6 separate regions of the Mus musculus genome follow, and all the other regions are linked to region 5. A link is a contact called in public ChIA-PET and promoter capture Hi-C data. All regions are on one chromosome and are shown on one strand. The core of a region is the stretch at or near the end of the contact, and the rest is flanking DNA. Distances in the headings are between cores, read along the strand shown. Region 1 holds the start of Tmem176a (transmembrane protein 176A). Region 2 holds the start of Zfp212 (Zinc finger protein 212). Region 3 holds the start of Zfp783 (zinc finger protein 783). Region 4 holds the start of Gimap4 (GTPase, IMAP family member 4). Region 5 holds the start of Krba1 (KRAB-A domain containing 1). Region 6 holds the start of Gimap1 (GTPase, IMAP family member 1).

Region 1 (2,903 bases), core at 135-2,634, 450 kb after region 5:
TGCCTGATTACTTCCTCAGCGTGGCCTCCATTCTAATCAGCACAGAGCTTAACACAGCTTCCCACTGTCTCCTGTTATGGGCTTATAACAACCATTTAGCCCCTCTGATGGCTTGCCTCTGTCCAAAAGAAGTTCTGCCCAGTGGCTCTCCTGGGCAGTCTGGTTAAGCATCAGTTCTGACTGGATATTGACGGCCACTCCAGTCACTTCCCTTTGCATCCCTTCATGTTCTCCCCCACGCCACGGAGCACCTTCCACTCACCCGTGCACCTCAGAGCCGAAAGCACAGGAGTCTGACAACTTTTCAGGAGGGACGAAGAGAAACACAAATGAAGGCCTCAGGTTCACACCTTCCCTTGAGGTTCCAGGAATAAAGTCTCAGTTGTCTGGGTGCTGGCCCCCTCTAGACCCCCAGTGCTATCCCTGCCCTGGCCACCCAGAATCCCTCTGCTTCCTCTGCAGAGCAGGAACTAAAGCCCTAGGCACCAAGAAGCCTCTCACCACTTCTGGCACCGCTCCAGATAGTGGCTCTCTGATATCCCTCCTCCCAGTGTTCAGAAACAAAGAAAAAGAACACCCCGTGTCCCCACAGCTGTCCCACCTCTGCGTGGTCTCAAAGGCCCTGCTCTTAGAACGCAGGCGTGAGGCACTGATAACTATGGAAGGTAAAGCCAGACTCTGACCTCCCCAGCCTCAGCCCTGTTTCCAGAGTCACATCCTCTGTCCAACACATCCCTCCCTCCCCAGAGTCCTACAGGAAAGCAGAGATAGAAGGAAGGAGAAGCATCCTGAGCCAAGATGGAGCTTGAGGAGTAGACTTGGAGACTCTTCCAGAGAAGAAGGAACCCTATGCTTCAAAAGGGGGCTACCAAGGGGCCGTGAAGGGTCCTGTCTCACCTGCTGTCCTCTGCGATGGGTGGGGCTGGAACTGAGAGGTCTGGGAGGAGCTGGCTTAAAGCTGACCCCAGAGAGAGGAGAGCAAGAAGGGGGTGGAGGGATGGGGCCTGACATGGAGTCTCTCAGTTTGCCAGCAAGTAGCTGACAGGAAAGGGCCCCACTTGAGGGGGGTCCATCAGGAGTAGATGATCAGGCCTGCTGGAGCAGGGATACAGGTGACACAGATACACTCATACACCCAAGGTGGCACAGGCCAGCACCTGCTCAGAAAGCTCTATCCCTGACTGGGAGAGAGAGCACTGTGCAATCAAAGGATTCCACAGGAACAATCAGTGCCAACCCCAGCTCTTACCTCGCCCACCTTCTCCAGCTCTCCAGTGCCCAGTGAGGAGCTGCCTGCTGGAAAACCCCTAAAGGGGCCCTCAGTCCCAGCTGCCTGCCAGGAAGTGTTGAGGTCTGCCCATTCCCCCTCCCCTTCTGGCTCCCACCCAGGTTCTTCCTCCTGCCAGGGCTGAAGTTCTCAACTACTGCCAGCGCCTCTGTGTGAGCTCTGGCCTTCCCTGCTGCACACTTCCCCGGTCCCAGAGGAATCAGGTAAGACAGCCCACCATCACTTTAGCATAGCTCGTTTCCCAGTCCATCCAGATCCATCCAGTCTGACGCCCTGCGAGCTTGCTAGGGGAGTGGACACACTGGGGTGTGCCTCCAGGGACAGGTATGGCCTCCATCTCTACCACTCAATTCTGTGGGGACAGGGTCAGTCAGTGCTTGTCGTTCATCCAAGGAGATGGTGGCGTCTGGGTGAGGTGGTCCCTGGGACCCTGGTAGGGAAGAGATAATTGCAACAGAAGCTTATGGGGCAGTTAGAGGGGGACACTGTTTAAGGGGCTTGGCCTCTGACCTGGATTCAGAAAATGCTGGGGAGAAGAGATCCAATCAGAGGTTGGGTGAAGAGATAGGTTGTGTGCGTTCTGCTTGATCCAAACATCAGGCTCCTGAAGACCATGGCAGTGGGGCACAAAGCAAATGTGGGGTGAAGCGGGTACTCCAGCATCAGGCTTCCCTGACAGACAACCCTCCAAAAGAGCTGAAGATACAGCTCCACAGCCAGGGGCAGCCATTCTGTGTCTCTGTTAGCCCCCAACTCCAAGCCGCCTCTGAAACATCTGCCAAATATTTCTTCCTGCTTTTCCTTTTCTCCCTCACAGACGATGTCCACAGACATGGAGACTGCAGTCGTCGGCAAGGTGGACCCTGAGGCTCCACAACCCACCCACATTGATGTGCACATCCACCAGGAGTCTGCTCTGGCCAAACTTCTGCTGGCCGGATGCTCATTGCTAAGGATTCCAGCATCCGCTTCCACCCAGAGCCAGGGCAGCAGCAGAGTGCTGGTGGCCTCCTGGGTGAGAGTAGCTACGTGCTTGATGGGCCCAGGGAGGGACCCTCATTTGGGCCATATTTTCCTCTGGCCTCCTCTATACATCTGTCCTCCTAAGACATTGAGTTGATTTTGTCTGTGTGTACAGACAGTTGCAGCTAACAGGTAGCCCTGCTGCTGGAGAGCTGTGTTTCAAGTCCTCTCTCTTCCAGGTGGTGCAGACTGTGCTGGGGGCTCTGAGTGTGGTTCTGGGTGGAACCCTCTACATAGGCCATTATTTAGCCATGTATTCCGAAGGCGCCCCCTTCTGGACTGGGATCGTGGTGAGTGTGGCATCATGAAGGTCCAGGGCTGTCTGAGAGCACAGGGATGGCGGTCCCTTTGCTTCCCTTCCACCACCACCATTGATGTGGCACCCCAGAGTATGTAGCCAAACAAGACCTGAATTAAGTAAGCCAGTCTGGTGCTTGTGTACATGACAAATGATGAAATGGTCGCCTGTGCAGCTGCAGGTCAGCTTTGTCTCTTGTCCCATGCTTCTCCCAGCAGGCTGACAGAAGCTCCTTGCCATCAGTAGTCATCAACAGTTAAGGCTCTCAGGGCTTATCTACCTCTAATGCCTGCC
Region 2 (2,945 bases), core at 301-2,800, 480 kb before region 5:
CAGTTCTGATTCTGTGAAGTGATTAGAAGTCCTTCTTGCTGCCATTGAATTGCTTAAGAGGATCCATCTGGTTCTTACAAGATGAGGTCTGCTCCAGGGTACAGCTTCACACACAAGGATAATTGCCCTTATCTGAGACATGATCTATCCTTTACACTCTGCTCTTCCAGGGATTCAAGGTGACTGCTGGTTCAGGACAATGACTTACCTCTGCCTTCAGCTTGAAAGGGGATGAGATGGGACAAGTAGACACACTCAACTGATTGACACGGTTATGGAGTCAAGCAGGAATTTGATCCAAACAAAGGCAACAAACAAAGATAAAATGAAGGCACAGACACACCCAGACTGCTGTGGGGGGCTTAAATGAGTCAGCGCTTTTAAAAAAATTATTATTATTTTAATATAAATGTAGGTTTTTAAGTGCCTGTTAAAACAGATGCTGAGAATTTTTTTTTTCAGCAGGCCATCGGCTTGGGTTCTAGAGAAAGTTGTTAGTTGTAGTCAGTGTAGACAGGGATCATTTGCAGAAAAATGAAGAAGGGACCAGTCTAGTGAGAGTACTTGAATTCTTAGAGGAAGCTATTCACACTTAGTGGAAACTCATGTCATTCTCACTCAGCATGTCCAGGACAATGTAATGGAAATGAGGCATTTGAGTACTGCAAGTACTGGGTTTGGGGGTGTTGTTTGGATCAATGTCTCTTTAGATATTTCTGGCTAGTCAAAAACTCACTATATAGCTGAGGCTGGCCTCAAACACCTGAGCGCTGGGGTGGTAATGATGTGGCCAGATGTTTCCAAGCCAGAATGCAGAACACATTGCCTCTAATACCCTGGCACCCTGGCATGAGGACTAGGTTATTTATTTAGTTTTTTTGAGACAGGGTTTCTAGCCCTGGCACTCACTCTGTAGACCAGGCTGGCCTCGAACTCAGAAACCCATCCACCTCTGCCTCGCAAGTGCTGGGATTAAAGGCATGAGCCATCACTGCCCGGTGAGGACTAGGTTAATTATTTGTGATTAAGGCTATCTTGAATTCTGCAATGCAAGTGATTACCATAATTAACACTCTATAATGGATTGACCAGAAAAAGCCAAGTCATAGGTGAGCATGGAAGAAAATCACTTGCCTATGAGAATTCACCTTTTCTTTAGCTTCAGCTGTGTTCTTCCCTCACAGAAAAGGGTGTACACATTTGTACACATTTTTTAAAAATTATTTTTATTTTTGACAATTGCATGCAAGTCCAGAACGTATGGTGTTCACATCCACCCCCATTAGCCTCCTTTTCTACTAGTCCCCACGCTCTCCTCCCTACGCCTTTCTCTCTCTCTCTCTCCTTCCCGCGCCTTTTTAAACTTGCACATATTTGAATCTCTTAAAGCATTTCGCGGAGTGCAGGACTCAAATTCAGAAAATGCTCTTGATTTTGAGAATCCTTACGCTTACACCCCACACTCAATGACTGAATTTCCAGGCTGCTGTTCCCCTTCCAGGAGCACAGTGGCGCAACAGAAATACCGCGCGGTAGGAGGAGCCGCTGCCGCTCTTCTTGGGGGTGGGGAGCGCTCCCAGAATGCACCTTGTATCAACACGGCGGCGGCGGCGGCGGCGGCGGCTTCCAGGAGGGTGAGGACGTCTGGCGGAGCGGCGTACAGTTCGAGCAGTATCCCGCCAGTCGGTGTTGTGGGGCGACTGCGACCATGGCGGAGTCGACGCCTACTCGGGTAAGGTGCTCCGGCCGGCTCGGGAGGGCCTTGGGGGAGACAGCGCCCTGCCCGGGGCGGGGCTTGAGGCGCTCGGTCGCAGGCTTGGTTTCCTCCGCGGCCGTTGGCGCCGGCGGATGCTGACTTCCCTCCCGGTACCCTCGCCCTCCGCCCGCCCGCCCGCTCGCTTGCTCCCTGGGTCCTTCTGCGTCAGGCTCAGAGCCCGGATGCTCTGCGTCTTTCCGCAGAAACTTCTGCGAGGCTTTTTGAATTGTTTGTGACTGCGCCCACATATTTTCCTGCTTCGTGCCAACTAGGGACTCGTTTTCTGAGTTGGAGTGAAGGCGCGGGATAAAACCCTGGGTTTGGGTTGTTGCCTTTGAGCTCAGCTACGGAAGACCCCAGGACTTAGGGCTTCTCTCCGACCAGTGGGGCTCTGCTCCGGTTGCCATGTTCTGCCATAGCTATCTGTACTGAGTTTGCAGCCACAGGTTGAAGCCTTCTCTCCTTGGGGACTGGTGTATTTGCTGTTTTTGTTTGTTTGCTTGCTTGTTTTTTGTTTTGTTTTGTTTTTACAAAACTGTGGGTGCGCATTGTTATCCGCTTACCGCCTCTTCCAGCTGTCTCTCTTTTCAGAGAATGTGAAGACACTGAAAATTGGTTTGAGGAATATCTTCCGTAACTCAGCGTTCATCTATCTATATATTCAGTGCATGGTCTTCGGAAGGCAGTCTATGCTCACTTCTCTAGGCCTTTGTCTCCTTAACTTGAATTGAGAATGTTGAGTTCCTTGTAAGCATTTTTACGTTTTTTTTTTTCTGGCTCCAGTCTCCTCATACTGTGTCACAGTAGAGGTTAACATAGGAAAATAGGATAGATGGACCTGAACTGGCTTTTCACTGTTGAGACAGAGCCTCACAGGCTGTCCTTAAGCTGATGACAATCTTCCCGACTCAGCCTCCCCAGTGCTAAGTTTACAGGTGTAAGTCATTCTGCTGGGGTTTGTTTGGTAGTGGTTGTGCTTTGAGGCAAACTCTCATGTGCCCCAGCCTAGCCTATCTGAGAATGACTGTAAACTCCTACCTCTGACTCCCAACTTGCAGATATTACAGGCATAAGTATTTTTCTTGTCTTTTTGTTTTGTTTAGTTTTTGTTTTTTAATCTTTCAAAATAAGGTCTTACTTTGTGCCCTGGCTGCCTGGAACCAGTTAGGTAGACCAGGCTGGCTCTGAA
Region 3 (3,330 bases), core at 93-2,592, 450 kb before region 5:
TTAATAATAAATCAAAACGAATAATGCTAAATGTTGATTTGGACCTTGATATAAAGAGTTAAATGTGATTTAACTATTTTATTTATTTATTTATTTATTTATTTATTTTGAGACAGGGTTTCTCTGTGTATCCCTGGCTGTCCTGGAGCTCACTCTGTAGACCAGGCTGGTCTCGAACTCAGTTAGCTTTTTATTTTGATTTAACTCAAAGTAGCACTGCCTGGTCTTGCCCTAAATGCCAAGGATTCAGTGATGCACCTTAGAGGTAGGTAGTTTGTGTCCTTACTATGTCAGCTGGCCCACACTTTGTTTAGAGATAATCCCCAACACACACACACACACACACACACACACACACACACACACACACACCAAAACAAACCCAAAGATTCAAAGCACAGTTGCCATCTGGAAGTTTATTGGCTTGTTGAATAACGACCATAGAATGGCTGTGAAATGCAGGAAATGAAGAGACCGGTTTTATTTTTATAAATAAATAAATAAAGGTTAATTATGGCTTTTCCGAGTAAAGCTTTCTAGTTTCAGAAGGAAACTGGTCTTAAATGGAATAATGTATTCAGGATAATTCAGGACATGAATTGGTTAGAAACCCTTAGAAATGAACCCAGTAGCTGTGGAGTTGTGGTCCTGTGTCCATTGTCTGTTTTGAAGCCTCCTGGCAGGGAGAGCAGGGCGCTCAATCCCAGCCAAGGCTAAGTAAGAAGATGTACAACTAAGTCCAGACTGGGTGTGGCGGGAAGAAGGAGGAGCTCTGTAGGGGGTAAGCAGAGGCTCTGAGCCTCAAAGGTGAGTGCACATGGAGAGAATACTCCGAAAGTACATCCCTCGGGTTCTACCAAGCGCTCTACCACTAAGGTACACCCCAGTCCTGGACTTGTTTTTTTGTTTGTTTGTTTTGTTTTTTGAGACACGGTTTCTTGTAGACCAGGCTGGCCTCGAACTCAGAAATCCGCCTGCCTCCCGAGTGCTGGGATTAAAGGCGTGCGCCACCACGCCTGGCTTGTATTTTTGTTTTAAACGCACCATTCCCCTTAGCGCTTCCTACTTGTTCTGAAAAACCCAAAATGGAATTTACCCTAGAAAAGGGAATCTGAACACCCTTGGGATGAGGGTGTCCCGCCCCAGCACGGAGTTCAGGGATTTCCTTAGCGTTTTCCTCACGGGCGTCTTTCTCGAATTTACCCGCCCGAAGGCTTGCCTGAGCCAGCTGCCTGCTCGCCCGGGGCCCTGGGGGTAGGGTTGACGCCGCAGGCCAGCGGCCACCGAGTGCGGGCCTTCTGGCTGCAGGGGGCGCCGTGCGCGCCGGGCCGCGGCTCCGGTAGATTAGGGCCAGCAGGGCACGTGGCTTGGGACCGTGTGGAGAGTGCGGGCGCTGGACAGCAGCTCCGGCCCCTCACCGACGCGCAGCCCGCGCCTGGGCCGACCTGTTGACTGAAAATCAGCCGGCGCTTGGCCAGATGCGTCGATGGAGGCCCGCAGCCCAGCGACGACGTGGTAGTCATGGCTGAAGCGGCGCCTGCCCCGGTAAGCGCCCCGGTCCATGGCCGCTGTGTGCGAGGGTCTCGGCCTACCCGGCTCGGAGCACCCCCTGCCCTGGCCCCGGCCCTGGCCTGGAGGCCACGCAGGCCACGGAAGCCATCAGCCTACACATGGCCGCAGGCGGCCTGGTGGGCTGGGCCCTAAGATCGGTGCGCGCGACATGGCCTCCGTAGCCCGGCCAGGCCGGGCGCTACCTTTTCTCCGGAAGGCCTGGAAGGACCCTGCAGATCACAAAGTCCCTGTGTTCTTCTGAGACCTGCGCCCGAGCAGTCAGACAGGAGCCAGGGTCGCCTTCCTGCCACATCTGCAAGGTTGAGGCTGCGAAGGGGGCCTCAGGTCAACACCTTAGGATGAGCCTACCACTAAAATACCTAGCGACTCTACTTTCTCGTAGGAAACAATACTTAACCCAATTTGCAACAGGTTTCTAAATTTTGTGACTGGGTTGGTTTGCCAAGATATAATGGCCCTCGGATCTAGACCAGCCTGTTTACAGAGTGAGTTCCAAAAAGAAGCTGGGGGAGGGGTTAGCTTGGTAATGTTCAGTGTGCCAATTTAGAGGACATGCTAGAAGATTTTCACCAGTAAAAAAAATCTCTCAGTAAGTGGTATCTATTATTACCAATACATCTCAGACAACTCTCTGAAACCTTAGTCTCTTGGAAGCTTTTAGAAAAGAACCTCTCTTTCTCTATTTTGCTGTGTGTCCTTCTAGGTTCCCTGACTACAAGGAATAGAAAGTCAACTGGGAATTGTGGAGGTTGTGGGAGTAGGACTAGAAACCCTTCAGTTCCTTCCCACCTACTCCTGCCCCTTAGTTGTCTTGCAGTACCTAACATCCCAGAAAGCTTACCAACAGGATAGATTTCAACACTATGATAATAACTACAGCTGATACCACGGATGCTCAAGTCCCTTACATAAAATTGTGTAGTGTTTGCATATAACCTATTCATATGCTTTAAAATACATTACATCGATGTCTAGATTTCCAATACAGTGGAAGGCTAATAGTTGCATCGAGGAGGAAATGACGACAAGAAAAATGTGTACATGTTCAGAATAGACAGAGTTTTTTCTTTCCAAATTTTTTTAGGGGGACATTGGGGTAGGGTTGGGGACAGAGTTTCTGTGTAGTCCTGGCTGTCCTGGAACTCACTCTGTATGTAGACCAGGCTGGCCTTAAACTCAACAGAGATCTGCCTGCCTCTGCCTCTAGAGTGCTGTGATTAAAGACATGTGCCCTCCCCCACCACCACTGGGCTCCAGATATTTTAATCCCATGTCGGGTGTATTTTTGATTGTAGACCTGCAGGTACATGGGACAAAATGCCTTTTAAAAAAGAACAGCCAGGCATGGTGGTGCACGCCTTTAATCCCAGCACTTGGAAGGCAGAGGCAGGCGGATTTCTGAGTTCAAGGCCAGTCTGGTCTACAGAGTGAGTTCCAGGACAGCCAGGGCTACACAGAGAAACCCTGTCTCGAAAAACCTAAATAAATAAATAAATAAATAAATAAATAAATAAATAAATAGAACAACAACAAAACCCACAAACAGGTGTTATACTCTGCAGCCCTGGCTGGTCTGAAACAGGGCTACACAGAGAAACCCTGTCTCGAAAAACCTAAATAAATAAATAAATAAATAAATAGAACAACAACAAAACCCACAAACAGGTGTTATACTCTGCAGCCCTGGCTGGTCTGAAACTTGCCATTTAAATGATCAGGCTGGCCTCGAGCTCACAGAGATCTACCTGCCTTTAGCTC
Region 4 (3,220 bases), core at 104-2,603, 290 kb after region 5:
GAGATGTGGAATCATCTACCAACAAATGGGTAACCTCTTAGGGGCAGTGCTCCTGAGAAAAAAACTTCACAACTTCTCTCTCTTTCTCTCTCTCTCTCTCTCTCTCTCTCACACACACACACACACACACACACACACACACACACACACACACACACACACAAACACTAGCAGCAATCAATTGCCCACAGCTCTCCTTAGATAGGGCAAGAGTTCATGAGCCCTTCCCCATCAGCACTGAGGTTTTGGTCCATGCAAATTTTTGTGTGAAATGACCTTGTCATATCCAGCAAATAGTGTTTCACTGCAGTGTTCAATGACTCCAGTCTTTTCACCCCTCTTCTGTAATAAGCCCTGACCCCTGAGGAGAGGAGATATGATATAGATGTGCTATTTAAATCCAACTGTATCATGAATTATATGACATGTAAAAATACCTAAATATCCAAATTAAAAGTAGATTCTAGGGGCTGGTGAGATGGCTCAGTGGGTAAGAGCACCCGACTGCTCTTCCGAAGGTCCGGAGTTCAAATCCCAGCAACCACATGGTGGCTCACAACCATCTGTAACGAGATCTGACTCCCTCTTCTGGAGTGTCTGAAGACAGCTACAGTGTACTTACATATAATAAATAAATAAATCTTTAAAAAAAAAAAAGTAGATTCTATTTATATGCTATTAACAAGGAGCTCTCTTCTCTCTCTTTCTCTCTTACTCAATTATTTCTTTCTCTCATTTCTTTCTTTTTTTTTTTAAGCTCAGCTGCCCAGAAGTTAGTGGCTTCTTCTTCTTTTTTATTGATTGATTGATTGATTGATTGATTGATTATATGTAAGTATGCTGTAGCTGTCTTCAGACACTCCAGAAGAGGGAGTCAGATCTCGTTACGGATGGTTGTGAGCCACCATGTGGTTGCTGGGATTTGAACTCCGGTTCTTCGGAAGAGCAGTCGGGTACTCTTACCCACTGAGCCATCTCACCAGCCCCCTTTCTCTCATTTCTTAAACAAACATACAGGAGATTCAATATCACTGCCAGCCAAGTCATTGTCATTCACATTTACAGATTGTTCTGCCAAACAAGAGCTGACTGACCGTTATTTACTATGATGGACCATATTGCAGTCAACTAAAGTCCTGGTGGTGAAAAAACGTGACTATTGATTTATCACATTCCAAGTGCTAAGTAGCTACCAGCAGCCCATGGGTACCACATGAGATGACACAGAACAAGAGGACTGCAGAACGTTCTGCAGTGCAGCTTGCTAGGAAGATGGGTGGGTCCCTTGCACACTCCTATTTCCACAGTTCCTCCCCCTCGCTTCCTCTCTGCTACTCTGTTTTCTTGGTGTTTAGTATTGTTTCGAAATCAGAGAAGGTCAAAGGACCCAGATTTTCAGGTAAGAGAATAGGGATGGATGATGTGGGTGTTGAATTTGGTGAGGAAGGGGCCTCTCTACTAGCTGTGTCTAGTAAACCTCCTGACAGACCTGCTCTTGGGAATTGTATTCATTGGCTTCTGTTTCCAGCCTGATAATTTTAGGCTGTAGTCCGAGTTGAAGGCTGAGTTCTACAAATTCCTGTGTGCTTCAGGGTTCGCTGCTTTGAGGAGGACACTTTTTCTACAGGGAAAGTATTCCTGCACTGGTCAAAAAAAAAAAATTTTTTTTTTAAATGTGACTCTTCCAGGAAGAGAATGACTGAGTTAGCTTGGAGAGAGCAGGCAGGAAGAAGGCAGGGATGCGGAGGATCCCTAACAGGCTCAGCTTGGCACAGCTCCCCCAAGCTGCCATAATGTTGGGATTAGCACTAGCCTTTATCTTTTTCCTGTAAGCTGCTTCCTAGGGAACCTGCCTCTTGGGGAAACTATTTCCCCCCCGAGTTCTTAGAAGAGCTGAGCTCCCTCCAGGTAGGTCTAAGTAGGGAGGTTATGTTTACTGTGGCTACTGTTCTGAAGCCAGTAGTAGACGTTTGGTCATAGGCAGAGCGGGGATGACTTAGTCAATGAAATCTGCACCTACAGAAACACAGGTCCTGGTTTTACAGATGAATTAGAGTCTAAAGAGCTCCTCTGTCACCCTGTGCCCTCTGTCTCCCCCGACCCCGAGAAAGTTTTGAGAAATTTTCTACCATTGATACTGGGCCTCCTTGCTAATCACCAAATCAAGTCTGTGCTAAGAACCAATGCTTTGTGTGAGTTTGTGGTTTCTTTTTAGTTTATGAGAAGCTGTCTTCCACCCACCTGGCCTTCAGGCATAAAAAGCCTCTTTCAAAAGAAGCATCTAGAGTTCTGCTTCACATCTGTATCTGAGGGCTCCCTGTGTGGGGACTCTGTCCTTACCAAGGAGCATTCCAACCTGTCCTGATTGTAGTTGGCTCCAGAGTTTTCAAATGTGTTCATGTGTATTAGGTAGAGGAAACACTCAAATGAGCTGAGTGTTTCTACATAACTGTGTCTTGGTTAACAGGGAAGGATGGCTGGGTGGCACAGGCCACCCCCAAGCAGAGAGAGGTAAAGACCCAAGAAGGTCAATTTGCTTGTTTAGTAAATTGAGACCCGCCCTTTGTCCAGTGCTGTGTCTGTGCCTGGAAAGTTTCCTGTCACAGAGTCAAAGAGGAGACAGTCATATGCTAAAAAATGATTTCGTGTTACAATCATGTCTTCGATGAGGAAATGCTGCTGTGCAGTTACAGCAAAAGCAAGTGATCTCAAAAGTGGAGTCTCAGGTTGGCACTGCTGCAGGAGAGAGCCATTGGAGAGAGCATCTCAGGAAGTAGAGGCAGAGCAGCCCCAGCTGGGGGATGGGCTGGAGCAGTGCCCCCAGAAAGGGAAAATTCTGAGAAAGCATAGGAGATAAAAGTGCTTCAAGGGTCCTGGGAACAGAGGGGAGGTCAGTGACTTCAGCGAAAGATGTCCATGAAGGAACTTCTGGACCATTCTAATAGTTCAAACTATCCTCTAAAGAGAATCAAAAGCTGCTAGGGAATTCAAGCAAGAAAATGAAAATGAAATTTTATTTTGAAAGTGAGATCTGGTGGTAGAGTTGTGAAGGGACCAAGGAAGGGATGATTGGGCTGACAATGAACAGCAATGGGTCTGATCAACATGAAGGTAGAAACAAAGGGACAAATGAGATTTCTGAATGTAGTCATTGGGATTTGGTGATGGGCTCATGCAAGGCAGGAAACCAAGACTAGAGTAGAGCTCAAAGCTCAGCAAG
Region 5 (3,086 bases), core at 458-2,957:
GCAAGAATGGCCACAAAAAACTGCCAAGACCACAACCTTGCACAAATGCCATAGCAACCTTGTAGGGAAAAAGCTCTTCTACAAGGCTGCCCACCCAGCAAGTGTCTGCCCAAAGCTGGACTAACAACACCTTTGTTATAGCCAAGGACTATCATTTCAAAACAACTCTGCAACCTTGCTCATTTTAGAATGCCAGCACTCATGATGCAGAGGCTGGTGGAGCTCTGTGAGTTCAAGGTCAAACTGGTCTTGTTACAAAGCAAGTCCACAATAGCCAGGGCTGGTTACACTGAGAAACCCTGCCTCAAAAAAAAAAAAAAAAAAAAAAAAACAACAACAACAAAAAAAACAACAAATATAAAATCTTTTCCCTTCCCTGAACACAATCATTGTTTGTCATGGTATCACATCCCAGACTACCACCCCTGTTATCTGGAGTAAAACTTTTTAATGTAAAGATTATAAGGGCTGGTGTGGAGGCAAAAAATAGTCAAAAGGGTAATGAATGGGCAGCAGTTGTTTCTGTAACTTTAACAACTGGCCATTCAGCCAGTTTGATGGTGTAAGCTCTTCTTAGTGACAGATGGCCCAAATCTCCAAATGTTGCACCAAGCCCAGACAGGAGGACACTTAAAGCAAAACAGCGTCAAGACACTTCACATGCTGTAAATTATGTCTTCCTTTTTTCTTTTTGAAAGGTTTTGAGAGGATTTTGTGGCTTAGGGATCATAGGTCCCTGGCTTGAGGCCTAGGACTTACCCTGAGATGCTACTGGAGATGGACTGAACTTTCAGTTTTCTTTTTCCATGCTGCGGTCCTGTCCTTAGAGTGTGAAGGAAGAAATTCACTCAGCTGTGCTGGGCAGTAATGTTAGTGGTCTCTGCTCGATCATGTGTTCTGGCATGCCAGCATACAAAGCCAGTATGCCAGTGGAGCCCACGTAGGCCAGAGTCACTAAAGAGCTATGCTGGGGTGGCTAGGGAGAAATCGTCCTTCCTCGGATCGCAGATAAGGGGACGCCCCTGCAGACATTTTTAGGAGTGGAGAGCCGAGAACAAGTCCTGGGTATGGTGGCTTCTGCTGTGGCTCCAAGCACCTGTTTCAAAGCTCCAAAAACTTCTCTTTGAGTTTTTCCCATACAATGAAGGGAAAGACGAGGGCTCCAGGAAGGAAAATGAGCCTCAAAGTGCAGCCTAAGGACTATGTCTGCACCACAGAGACAGCAGCACAAATGAATCCAGAGATGGGGCACACACTTAGTCCACACATCATACATATATTTAAGCCTAGCGTTTGTCAGGAACTACTGGGGCCGCCACCATCAGTGGGCAACACGAGCAAGCAAATAGTCACATAAAATGTAGTGATGCAGATCAGTGTAGCGGTGAGCCACTGTGCCCTGGCCCTCAGCCACTCAGGGTCGGGTTTACGTGACTGCAGCCAACGGGAGAAACTGGTCCCTTTTTATCCATGCATCCTAACCTGGCACCTGTACAGGGCGCACTCAGAAAGCGCCGGATGCTAAAGAGAACGGAGGAGTGGATGGTTGGTTATTTGGATGAACGGTTGTTTGCACCTGAGCATGCGCAAGCCGCAAGCTCGACAGGATGTAACTAACCAGTGCCAGGCGGGTGCCTGAACCTGAGGAGCTAGAGGTGTGAGGGACGGAGCAGTAAAGGAGAACCCCGCCACACCCCCTGAAGCCACGCCCCAGGCACGGCGCCCTCTGGGAAGTGTAGTCTGCGCTTGCGTCGTTACCGCTGTGAGGCTGGGGGCTGCGGGCGGAAGCGGGACCACCCCTCCCGGGATGCGAAGCGCCAGACCGACCCAGACGAGCCAACTCTGCGGTTCTCGGTGTAGCGAGTTCCCCGGCCCCGCTTCCTGTCGTGCAGAACTGGGCCGCTGTCCCCGAGGGTCTCGAGGGTCTCGGTGCAGCCTCCAGCCAGAGCCGCACCGGAAGCTGGGTGGGCCAGGGAGTCGCGAAGCTGAGTTCCGCCATGGCGCTCCAGGTAAGACGAGCCGTTGCGGACCGACGAACGCCGCGGTCGGGCTTCTTGGTGCAGCGCAGTCCCCAGGGCAACAGGCCCGGGAGGATCCGTCACCGCCGACTTTGAGCTCGAGTGAGCCGATCAAGGTCGGCCAGTGCCCAGAATTCCCTAACCAGAAGTCTAAGGCTCTCCCCTTCTCCCAGGACACACGGACCTGGAGCTTTTTTTCTACCTGGGGAACTCATTCCTTTGGCTTTTCATTACAAGATCGTGAGAGGGTGTGCACGACTGAAGCCTCAGCAGGTCTTGGGGGAATAACTAAATCTGACATTTATTTTTGTTAAGATACGTAATCCCCGTGAATTGGGCCGGAAAAGTGGGGAGAAAGAAAACAGATCGAAGTTAATGCTGGTAAAATATGTCAGTCCCAGAGCTGAAGAAGAGCCACATCAGTTGTTGTGGCCTAGGTACAGTTTCGGCAGGATCGTGGGCTGTGAAGATGCCAGGGCAGTTGCTGCACTGCCTTCTGGGTAGACACCCAGAGTCAGATGTGCAATTTTGGTCCACGAGCTTTGGCCAAACTTAGGCAACTGTGTTGAGGTCGTGGCTGGACATCACTAATACCCCACAAGAATCTCAGGAGAAACGATAAGCCAGGTAAATCGAACATTGTCTGGCCTGGAAGCGTCTTTTTTAGCTATGGCTAACAGGTAGCCCAAGACTCTTGCTCAGATACTCCCACTGGCCCCATCCTAGAGTCTGCTTATTTGGGTTTTCTGTTCTGTAGATGAGGGAATTGAACCACAGATCTCTCCAACCTGATGTTCAAGGAAGAGTATTCATATACTGCATAGAGAAGATGGTCAGGCACGGTCTCTGAGAGTACAAGGTCCCAGGCTAAGGAAGAGGGGCAGAGATGGTCTAAGATCTTTATGTTCATTGTGACAGGGGTGACAGAATCACAGGGGTGTGTGCACAGTCTACAGTTGGGGACAGTGAGTAGCAGCCATGGTACAGGGTCTGACCCTGGTAGCCTGAGGCATGCTGGGGCAATGGGGCTAGGCTGATACAAGACTGAGTGCTGAAACTAAAATTTCA
Region 6 (3,267 bases), core at 694-3,193, 340 kb after region 5:
GCTACAGGCCACATGGATGCAATATTCAATCATATGAACTTAAATATACAGCTTAGTCTCCCCATCACTCCAACCACAATGCAAAAGTTCATAGCCTTGGGAGCCCTGGGAACATTGCTGTCATCACAGAATCTTTGATTAAGCAGAAGCACTTTGCAAACAAGGGCTATGCAAGAAACCACAAAGAGTTGTCAACGATTTCTTAATATGTCTGTGGTCTGAAGCATTTCCCACAATTTCTTCAAACTGCAAGAGTAAAATGAATTATTGTGCATCCAGATATTTGCAGTAAGCCCTGCTCGTTCATGTTAGCTGGAGCCTGTTCCTTCTTCCTCACTTTGGTCCTGTATCTGGTGACTTCTATGGTCACACGTGTGGTGGTAAGTAGGGCAGTGGGGAGATGTTCCTTCTAAGGTTGGTGTTGCAAAGGCAAGAGTGGAGAGGGTAGGCTAAGAAGAAGCTTTCTTGAGGAGATTCCCACCCTCTCTAGTGAGGATTGAACCTAGGGCTTCCCACATGTTGTATCCTCAGGCCCACTTTCAGTTATTTTGAAACAGAGCCTTAAACTTACGATCCTCCTGCCTCCATCTCCCTAGAGTTGGACATGCCTGCTTTGGGGGGACATATGTAAAACCATATTGACACATCTCTTCAAATGGCTCAGATAATGAAGCAAGAGAGATTCTATCAGCATGCCAACATGCAGCAGCAGCACAGCCTCTCCCTCCAGCTGACCAGGAGTGCAGCCAACTGGCAGTACCCACTGTCTGACTATCACCCTTGCCCGGAGGTTGGCATCTGCTGAAGAGCGATGCCTCTAGGTTAAGTGTTTTCTCCAGTGGAAGTTTACATCCAATAACTGGCTGATAGAACTGTGAAATGCAGTCTCGTCACCTTCCATCTCAAGGTCTACGCAAACTGTAGAATTCCCTGTGGAGTCAGCATTTGTTGTGACTGACTCAATCTTATCCTTATCCAATACCGTCTTCTTTCCTTCCTCTCTCAGGTGTAAATCCCAAGGCTACTCCCTCATAGCTTCTTTCAGCACCAGATATCTCCACCTCAATAGTCCATATGCCTTGGAACCCAACCCTTTTACACAGACACACATACACATGTGCGTGCAAGTATACAAACACTTACATAAATATACTTACATAGAAACATAGTTTACAATATTAATAGATCAAAAGAAAAATCATGCAATTACTTCAACCATTAAAAGACATTTTTAAAGTAACTCACATTTCCAATCAAAGCCTTTATTTAGTAAAATAGGAATGAACAAAATATGCATGCACTAATTTAAAGATTAATCACTAATAGCCAATATCAGTCTTAGTGATATTAGATATTCTATTCTTTGTAAATTTTTCTTTTTTGTTTTCTTTGGTACTGGATAGACCCTAGGACTTTGTATATGCTAGGCAAATGATTCTAGGCAAATGCTCTATCAATAAGCTAAACCCTGAGCCTTTGGTGTTTGTTTTGTTTTGAAGTGGGGGTCTTAAAAAGATTAGTAGCCTAGAATGGGCTTCAATTTGTCATCCTCCAATCTCAATTGGAGGCTATTTTGTAGTAAGAGAAATCCTTAAAGAGAAAAATGGAAACAAAAATAATAAAAATAAAACAACAAACAAACAACAACAACCACCACCACTACCACCACCACCACAAAACACACACACACACACACACACACACACGGAAGATTACCTGTAGCCAATTCTAGAATAGAGTCAGCCAAGGAAGGCTCTGTTGACATGTTTGATTCTACTAACCCTTCTGGACAAACAGCCTTTAGTCACAGAGAAGATAGAGTGCGTGATTTCATAGAGGAATGCTAAGACCACAACTACATGGAAAATGTTTCTGTCTCTTTAAGCCATCATCATCCGGCCTTTCTCTCAGTTTCCTGATCTCTAAGACCCAGGCAGCCTAGCGACTTCCTCTATGCTCAGCCCTGGGCAAGGAGAGACTTCTGCACTCACAAGCGAAGGGAAGGCGAGGCCGGGGCTTCTCTGGGTCACTTCAGGGACTGTCAGCAAGAAAGGTGAGCCTGAGGCTGTGAGCTGGGGTGGAGAGGAAGCTGGGCTGTGAGACCAAAGTGTCTGGTACCTATACACCTGCATTGTACAAAGCACTATGCAGGAGCACTCCGAGCGAGCGTGCATCACAGGCAAGGGGGGCTTCCGGATGCGTTAGGATGGCCTGGGCTTCGAATCGACAAGTTTGGAGGAAGTCTTAGGAGTTCACACATCTTTGATGAACAAAGCTTATCTCTTCCCTCACTCTTTTCGTACAGTAAGGGAAATGTACTCTAGATCTCCTCCCAGGAGCAAAGCACAGTCCATTCCTCAAAAAAAAAAAAAAAAAAAAAATAGAGTTTTCTGATTTGCATGGTATCTTTAGCTGGTGATGTCTGGTGTATCAAAGAAACTTAAAAGGTCTTGAAAAAACATGTCTTTACCTAGTACCTTCCAGGACTGTGTACTTTGGCCAAAAAACAAGTTAAAGAGTAAAGTGATGAATTTTGAAAGAAATTTCATTAAATGTTTCTTTCTATAGAAAAAAAAAGCACATTCAGCAAAGGCAAACGATCCTTCTGTGTCCTTATAAACCATGCTTTCATGGCTACTCCTCATGGGCCACGTCTGTCTCTCAGAAGTCTCTTCTTCTCCTTGCCAGTCGGAGGGGCTCTAGCAAACTTGAGAGGAATGGAATTAGTCCTCACTTGTCTTCCTGGAGTTTGTCCCACTCCAACTGCAGGGATACCTCTGTTTCTCCGCGTCTACAAGGAAGGGTTTAAGAAATAATGTTCTTCAAATTCTGGATGCAGATTAAGCTTGTGAGAAAGATACTACTTGTTGTATCAGAACAACTGAGGATAGATCCAAGAAGTGTGATGTTGAGGGGAACACCTAAATACTTCAAAAAAACAAAACAAACAAACAAAAAAACCAAAAACCAAAACCAACCAACCAACCAAACAAAAACCAAACCAAACCAACCAAACAAACAAACAAAAAAGCCCCAAAAAACAAAAACCAAAACCCCATCAAGCTTGTAGGCAAGGACCTGGACTATCCCGGGCTCTCTTGAGCATATAGAACTGCATGTGCTTTATGTTCCCAGATAATAGAAACATTTATCGCCCGAGATTTCACTCGGTGTTTGCCTTTCTCTTAGAAACTATCAAAGGAAGCCCAGCCTCCACTCTGAACTCTGGAAGCCCCAGCGTCCTGCCCTGGGCTTCCATGGAGTCCC

What was found. Promoter capture Hi-C pulls out the DNA fragments that hold promoters and counts their contacts. ChIA-PET counts read pairs in DNA pulled down with a chosen protein or histone mark. Capture Hi-C pulls out chosen DNA fragments and counts their contacts.
Region 1: a promoter capture Hi-C map of liver shows a contact between it and region 5. The contact joins the promoter of Tmem176a here to the promoter of Krba1 in region 5. A contact is called at or near these places in 6 of 39 promoter capture datasets (the 3T3-L1 cell line, embryonic stem cells, hippocampal neurons and 2 more), 1 of 484 Hi-C or Micro-C datasets (the N1E-115 cell line), 2 of 115 datasets of contacts at active chromatin or transcription factors (the 230-238 cell line and embryonic stem cells) and 3 of 9 other capture datasets (adipose tissue, liver and pancreatic islet).
Region 2: a promoter capture Hi-C map of adipose tissue shows a contact between it and region 5. The contact joins the promoter of Zfp212 here to the promoter of Krba1 in region 5. A contact is called at or near these places in 2 of 39 promoter capture datasets (cranial neural crest and maxillary cranial neural crest), 3 of 484 Hi-C or Micro-C datasets (all in embryonic stem cells) and 1 of 9 other capture datasets (adipose tissue).
Region 3: a contact with region 5 is called in an RNA polymerase II ChIA-PET map of effector CD8 T cells, with 6 read pairs. The contact joins the promoter of Zfp783 here to the promoter of Krba1 in region 5. A contact is called at or near these places in 3 of 39 promoter capture datasets (cranial neural crest, hippocampal neurons and second pharyngeal arch cranial neural crest), 1 of 484 Hi-C or Micro-C datasets (CD4 T cells) and 2 of 115 datasets of contacts at active chromatin or transcription factors (effector CD8 T cells and memory CD8 T cells).
Region 4: a contact with region 5 is called in an RNA polymerase II ChIA-PET map of memory CD8 T cells, with 8 read pairs. The contact joins the promoter of Gimap4 here to the promoter of Krba1 in region 5. A contact is called at or near these places in 2 of 39 promoter capture datasets (the 3T3-L1 cell line and 3T3-L1-derived adipocytes), 1 of 115 datasets of contacts at active chromatin or transcription factors (memory CD8 T cells) and 1 of 9 other capture datasets (adipose tissue).
Region 6: a contact with region 5 is called in a promoter capture Hi-C map of liver, with 4 times the contacts expected there. The contact joins the promoter of Gimap1 here to the promoter of Krba1 in region 5. A contact is called at or near these places in 8 of 39 promoter capture datasets (the 3T3-L1 cell line, 3T3-L1-derived adipocytes, cranial neural crest and 3 more) and 1 of 115 datasets of contacts at active chromatin or transcription factors (memory CD8 T cells).

Annotation. Positions count from the first base shown.
Region 1 is chr6:48,840,099-48,843,001 of GRCm38.p6, forward strand. It overlaps Tmem176a (transmembrane protein 176A), which reads left to right and starts at 1,385. Exons shown (of 7, transcript NM_025326.4): 1 at 1,385-1,491; 2 at 2,106-2,303; 3 at 2,491-2,601. The coding sequence starts at 2,109. It overlaps Tmem176b (transmembrane protein 176B), which reads right to left and starts at 1,276. Exons shown (of 7, transcript NM_001164207.1): 1 at 898-1,276.
Region 2 is chr6:47,919,018-47,921,962 of GRCm38.p6, forward strand. It overlaps Zfp212 (Zinc finger protein 212), which reads left to right and starts at 1,551. Exons shown (of 5, transcript NM_145576.2): 1 at 1,551-1,732. The coding sequence starts at 1,709.
Region 3 is chr6:47,941,833-47,945,162 of GRCm38.p6, forward strand. Zfp783 (zinc finger protein 783) reads left to right here and starts at 1,343. Exons shown (of 6, transcript NR_027963.1): 1 at 1,343-1,545.
Region 4 is chr6:48,683,225-48,686,444 of GRCm38.p6, forward strand. Gimap4 (GTPase, IMAP family member 4) reads left to right here and starts at 1,354. Exons shown (of 3, transcript NM_174990.4): 1 at 1,354-1,399.
Region 5 is chr6:48,393,879-48,396,964 of GRCm38.p6, forward strand. Krba1 (KRAB-A domain containing 1) reads left to right here and starts at 1,708. Exons shown (of 18, transcript NM_001347152.1): 1 at 1,708-2,009. The coding sequence starts at 1,998. It overlaps Gm16630 (predicted gene, 16630), which reads right to left and starts at 1,530. Exons shown (of 5, transcript NR_152250.1): 1 at 760-1,530.
Region 6 is chr6:48,737,104-48,740,370 of GRCm38.p6, forward strand. Gimap1 (GTPase, IMAP family member 1) reads left to right here and starts at 1,944. Exons shown (of 3, transcript NM_008376.3): 1 at 1,944-2,053.